Linked DNA regions of Sus scrofa: region 1 is linked to region 2. A link is a contact called in public Hi-C data. All regions are on one chromosome and are shown on one strand. Each heading gives the region's core, a stretch centred on a gene start, on an enhancer-like site or on the middle of the called end of the contact. The rest is flanking DNA. Distances are from core to core; before and after follow the strand shown. Region 1 holds the start of RWDD1 (RWD domain-containing protein 1). Region 2 holds the start of NT5DC1 (5'-nucleotidase domain-containing protein 1).

Region 1 (2,700 bases), core at 138-2,637, 420 kb after region 2:
TTCCAGTCATTCTAACCCCATATTCCCCTTGACTCCCTTTCTCACAACTCATATCTAACTCCTGACAGCTTCAAAATATATCCAGAATTTGTTCTGTCCTATAGCTCACGTTATTGTCTTTTGCTCAGATTATTACCATAGCCTCCTAAAAGGTCTCCATACTTTTAGGCTTGTTGCTCTTAAATATATTTATACTCAGTAGCCACTGGGGTCTTTCTAAAGTAACAGAGTCAGACTGTTACTCTTTAAACTAAACTCCCTGATGACCCTACATGATGTTCATCTGCCACACCAGCTTCCAAAACACCAAGTGGGCTCCCACCTTATGACCTTAGCATTGGCTGTGCCCTCTGCACAGAAGCTCCTTCCCCAATAACTCAATGATTTTTCTGAACTAAGAATATTCAGAACAAGAAGCAACTTGTATAATTCATTTTCATCAGGAGAGTTCCCACTTTTTCCCTAAAAGTTTAAAAGAATGCCTTAAATAGGGAGTTCCCATAGTGGGTCAGGAGAAACAAATCTGATTAGTATCCATGAGGATGCAGGTTTGATCCCTGGCCTTGCTCAGTGGGTTAAGGATCTGGCATTGCCTTGAGTTGTGGTTCAGGCTGGCAGCTACAGCTCTGATTCAACCCCTAGCCTGGGAACCTCCATATGTCGCCAGTGCGGCCCTAAAAAACAGACAAACAAAAAAACCCCACAAAACTGGTTCCCCCTACTATACAAGTAAAACCAGCTTTAATATAGAAAACAAAACAAAGGAAAATACAAACGAGTGTGAAAAACCTTTTATTATGTCTGAAAACTGTTTGGAACTTTAAATCTTTTAATATGTCCTTTCATTTTTTTTGCATTAAAAAAAACTTAATACAACCACGTTTCTTATAAACACAAATAGCTAATTAGCAGTCTTTCCTCAAAAGCATTCTGTTAAGCCATTTCCTTAGCTTGTGTCATAACAGTTCTTTGATAATCCTCCGTAACTGCTGCGATGAACTGGAAGAGAACATTATTACAATGTCATTATTTCTTTAGTTTCATTCTCCCAAATAAAAGGTTCTGACTCTTTTTCGGAATAATGATAATTACTTTTACATTGCTTACCAAAACTGTTAAAGAAACTTAAACACCCATTTCTTCAATTCACAGAAATATGCTATCAGACATATTTGGATCTATATTAAGCCGAGTTCATTTTACAAATTCAAAAGCGAAGCCTAGAGATCTGAATCTAGAACTAAGGTCTACGGACTTTGAGTTGATTTCTCCCCAGATTCTCTGAGGCTATTCAGCCCGATCCAGTACTAGAACTTCTGCTCTTCTGCCCACACTCCCATGGGACGTCAAGAACTTGAAGGTTCGAGAACCGTACAAATCACCTAGGACCCGTCACTAGCCAGCACTAAGACGCGAATCTGTCCCGTCGGTCTCCGCTACCAGGTCACAACCCGGAAACCGGAAACAAATTTGGCGGGGGGCCCAAACGTGCCGACCCTGGCTACCCAATGCGCCCCCGGCACGCCGGGCCGGCCTCAAGCCCAGATACATCGAGCGAAGTGCTATGTTTGTTGAGGGGCTTCTCAGGCTCAGGCCCTGCAAAGCCCAGGAACCAATTCTTAGGTGTCCGTGGCAAATGCCAGACCAGACGCCAATCCTATCCCAGCAAATCCCGACCGGGCGTGGGTCAGGCAGCCCAGCAGCCAGGCCTAACGAGTCGAACGCGGAACTAGGGAGCAGCCGGAGGCCCCTTCGGGGAGGTTGCTCAGCAGGCCTAGCCTGGCTTTGGACCCCAGGCCTTCCAGACGGGGACTCTGCGCCTGCGCCCGCCGGGGCGCTGCCTGCTCTCCCGGCGCGGCCGCGGTACCGGCTGCAGCGCGCCGCCTGGGTGTCTGGGTGATCCATGGGCTGCAGCGAGGGCCGCGATGACAGATTACGGCGAGGAGCAGCGCAACGAGCTGGAGGCTCTGGAGTCCATCTATCCTGACTCCTTCACAGGTGACTTCCGCGGCCGCGGGCCTGCAACTACCTGGCTGTGGAGTGGGACGGGCCGCAGCCTCCACGGCCTTCGGCATCCCGGGCCAGGATGGAGAAGGGAACAGCGAGGCCGCGTGGCCTCCTCGCCCACCACTTTCCTCTAGTTCTCGCGAAGTGTGTACAAGCATTTACTAGCGACTCTATGGCTGTTTCCCCCTCTCCGCTAGTTCCCTGAAATCTCAAAGTCCGGGCGAGGCTGGCGAGGTACCTGGAGTTTCAGGCAGGCCTGGGATTCAGTCGGGGGCGCTTTGGTTTTTGTGTCACTTAGCAGCCAGGGATTTAGTAAAACGAACGTGGATATTTCAAGTGGGAGGAATCTTTCCAGAGCCGCAGAAGTGTCAGCTTTCACATTTTCTCCTTTATTCAGGTAGAAGCTGTTTTTCCTAAGATGGTGTTTTAAAGTTTGTGAGTTCTCAAAGTTACCCAGAATCAGTTTTGAGAGTAGCGCGGTCCCTGAAGTTCGTTGTTTTTCTTTTCTTTCTTTAAAAAAAAATTTTTTTTCTTATTAACATTCTGACATTTTGCCCAATGCCCAAATGAATGAGGGGGCCCAAATTTCAGTTCCGTGAGATCACAGGTAACTGAACTAATAGTAGGGTACCAAACATCATCTAGCCTGGCTTCCTCTTGCTAGAAGCAAAGTAATGGAAGCTCAGGAAAGGT
Region 2 (2,890 bases), core at 293-2,792:
TTTTTTTTCCACTGGGCAAATTATTCCTTTAAATTTAAAACCAAAGCAGTACAAAGATAATACATTTATATTATATCTCTTTTTAATGTCAAGATTTGTATTTTCCTGTGTAAATAATTTGTATATCCTCTTTTAAATGATTTTATTTATTTATGTATGTATGTATTTATTTATTTTTATAGCCACACCTGTGGCGTATGGAAGTTCCCAGGCTAGAGGTTGAATCTGAGCTGCAGCTGCAGGAGTACACCATAGCCACAGCAACACCAGATTTGAGGTGCATCTGTGACCTATGCAGCAGCTTGAGGCAACTCCAGATCCTTAACCCACTGAGCAAGGCCAGGGATGGAACTCACACCCTTGGGGACATGATGTCTGCCTGCTGAGCCAGGAGACTCTCTTAAATGATTTTAAAGATCTCAAAGTCTTAGTCCTTCATATCCAGGGATTCTCAGAAATAAATGCTCTGAGCATCCATTGTATGTAATGAATTAACTTTTCTCCTATACATCCAAAACGATACTGGCTATATACAGTCCTTGAGAGAATTGAGAACATTGTCACTCAAATCACTGTGTTCTATAAATTTTAAAACCTCTGTTTGCATAAAATTCTCTCTTTTATGGTATGTTCTATGAAGTTTCCAACGTCCTTTCATAGAAACATTCATTACAATTAAAAAAAATAGGATAATCAAATAACAACCAATATTGGTTTCCTTAATCATTGTCATTTTGCAAAATGGTCCTTCACGATTTCTAATAACTTTATTTTCTAACGTCTCCAGGGGATGAAATGTTGAAAGCCCTCCCACTATTTACTATGGAATATAAGATTTTTATTTATTTATTTATTTGTCTTTTTTCCATTTCTAGGGCCACTCCTTTGGCATATGGAGGTTCCCAGGCTAGGGGTCGAATCGGAGCTGTAGCCACCGGCCTACGCCAGAGCCACAGCAACACGGGATCCGAGCCACATGTGCGGCTTACACTACAGCTCATGGCAACGCCAGATCCTTAACCCACTGAGCAAGGCCATGGAACGAACCAGCAACCTCATTGTTCCTAGTCGGATTCGTAAACCACTGTGCCACGATGGGAACTCCTGGAATATAAGACTTTTAAAAATTTAATCCATAGTTAGAGATCTCGTGGGGAAAAAAATCTTCCAAATTATAGGCTAATTGGGTCAGAGGGATATTAGTGGATAAAATTTTCTCCATAATCTTACATTATTTCGCATATAAGAATAAAAGGGTCAGGTGTAACTTGATAGTCCCTTGGTTTCCCAGGCGCCTGGAAAACGAAGGGAAGCCCGGGTTAATTTTGTGGCTAAGGCTACCTTCCAACAGGGTCTTAGTTGCGCCCCAAATCCTGCAGTAGTGGCACGGCTCCAGGTCACATCCTGCGTTCGGCCTTCACGGAGGGAGTGACGGTGGTAACGGTGCGGCAGGAGCCTGCATGTGGGTGCCAGCAGATCTCCCAGCTGCGAAGCTGCGGGCGGAGAGCCAGGCAGGCCGGCCGCGAGGGGCGGGCATAAGCGTGGCCGGGGGCGGGGCTGGCGGGCGCGGGAAGAGCTAGAGGCCTCCGCGCCGCGTCCACGGGGCGGCCGCAGCCCCGCCCCGTCCCGCCCCGCCGCGTCGTGCCGGGCCGTCCCGCAGCGTCCTCTCTGCGCACTCCTCGCCGGGTACCCGCGTGTAGGCGCTTGCCGGTGCACCCCGCGCACTATGGCTCAGCACTTCTCCCTGGCCGCCTGCGACGTGGTCGGCTTCGACCTGGACCACACTCTGTGTCGCTACAACCTGCCCGAGAGCGCTCGGGTGAGTGGCGCGGGCTGCCGGGGCGCACGGCGTGCAGCCTCCATGGCGGCTGGGGCTCGAGTTTCCTCCCGGCTTCCGCGGCGGCGACGGCGGCGAGCGTCGCCGGGGCCCTGCAGCCGCCGCGCCTTTGCGCAGGAGTCGGCCTCCCACCGCGAGGCGGGGAGGAAATGTGCATCCCCTCTGTCCCTGCCGATCCTGGGGGCGCCCGCTTATTTAGCTCAGCCCATAGCCAAGTTTGAGAGATGAGTAGGGAAGAAAAGGGGCGAAGGAGAGGGTTAAATCGTGCAAGATCGGGCTGGGGAAGCGGTTCCTGGGGCAGAGGAAGGGCGGGATTAGGGGACCTGGGGGTGTCCTTTGCAGATCCCTGGCCTTGGAATTTCTCTGCTAATCATTCTGACCACCCGCAGAGCATCGATACAGCCACCTGGTTAGCGACATATATTTTCCTTGGCTGTATTTTTTTCTTTTGCACATCCATGCGACCACCTGTCAGTTTTTAAACCCTGCAGTCTGGGAAGGATTGTGTGGTATATAGGAAGAAAGACTAACCGACAAGTTCTTAAGATCTTAGCTCTGATTTCGCCTTTTACCAGGAGAAGGAAATAAATATTGCTCACCTACTGCGTGCTCCATGTACCTTGAGTGAGTTCTGTCCCTGACAACAGCCTGGGTCCTCAGTGCACTTTAGGAGGAAGGGAGAAGTGGAGGATGTATGATTCTACACTTATGACCTTAAATGAATTGTTCTCCTTCTCCCATTCCTTTGGTTTCGCAAGGAAACTTACTGTGAAAAAATAACAGAAAAAAATATTTTAAGTCAAAGGTCTAAGTATCCAAGTCAGAAAAGCTGGTTATGGTAGTCAAAGGGAGGACTCTGCGGTCAAAGTGCCTTTCAGGCAAAGGCCTTCTGTTACTACTCCGTGACCTTGGGCTAGTTACTTAACTTGTGCCTGTTAGTTTCCCCATCTGTAAAGTGGGGCTGATAGTTGGATTTACCCAGAAAGGTTGTTGCAAGGATTAAAAGGGAAAAGGGTAGAGTCCCCACTGTGGCACAGCGGTATCTTCCATCTC

Evidence for each region. Hi-C and Micro-C count contacts between places; a contact is called where the count stands out from the background.
Region 1: a Hi-C map of skeletal muscle shows a contact between it and region 2, with 2.2 times the contacts expected there. The contact joins the promoter of RWDD1 here to the promoter of NT5DC1 in region 2. A contact is called at or near these places in 1 of 5 promoter capture datasets (fetal skeletal muscle), 1 of 47 Hi-C or Micro-C datasets (skeletal muscle) and 2 of 2 datasets of contacts at active chromatin or transcription factors (alveolar macrophages and skeletal muscle).

The regions. Positions count from the first base shown.
Region 1 is chr1:82,159,984-82,162,683 of Sscrofa11.1, forward strand. It overlaps RWDD1 (RWD domain-containing protein 1), which reads left to right and starts at 1,388. Exons shown (of 7, transcript XM_001928520.6): 1 at 1,388-1,998. The coding sequence starts at 1,926.
Region 2 is chr1:81,744,376-81,747,265 of Sscrofa11.1, forward strand. It overlaps NT5DC1 (5'-nucleotidase domain-containing protein 1), which reads left to right and starts at 1,543. Exons shown (of 12, transcript XM_001928200.4): 1 at 1,543-1,819. The coding sequence starts at 1,727.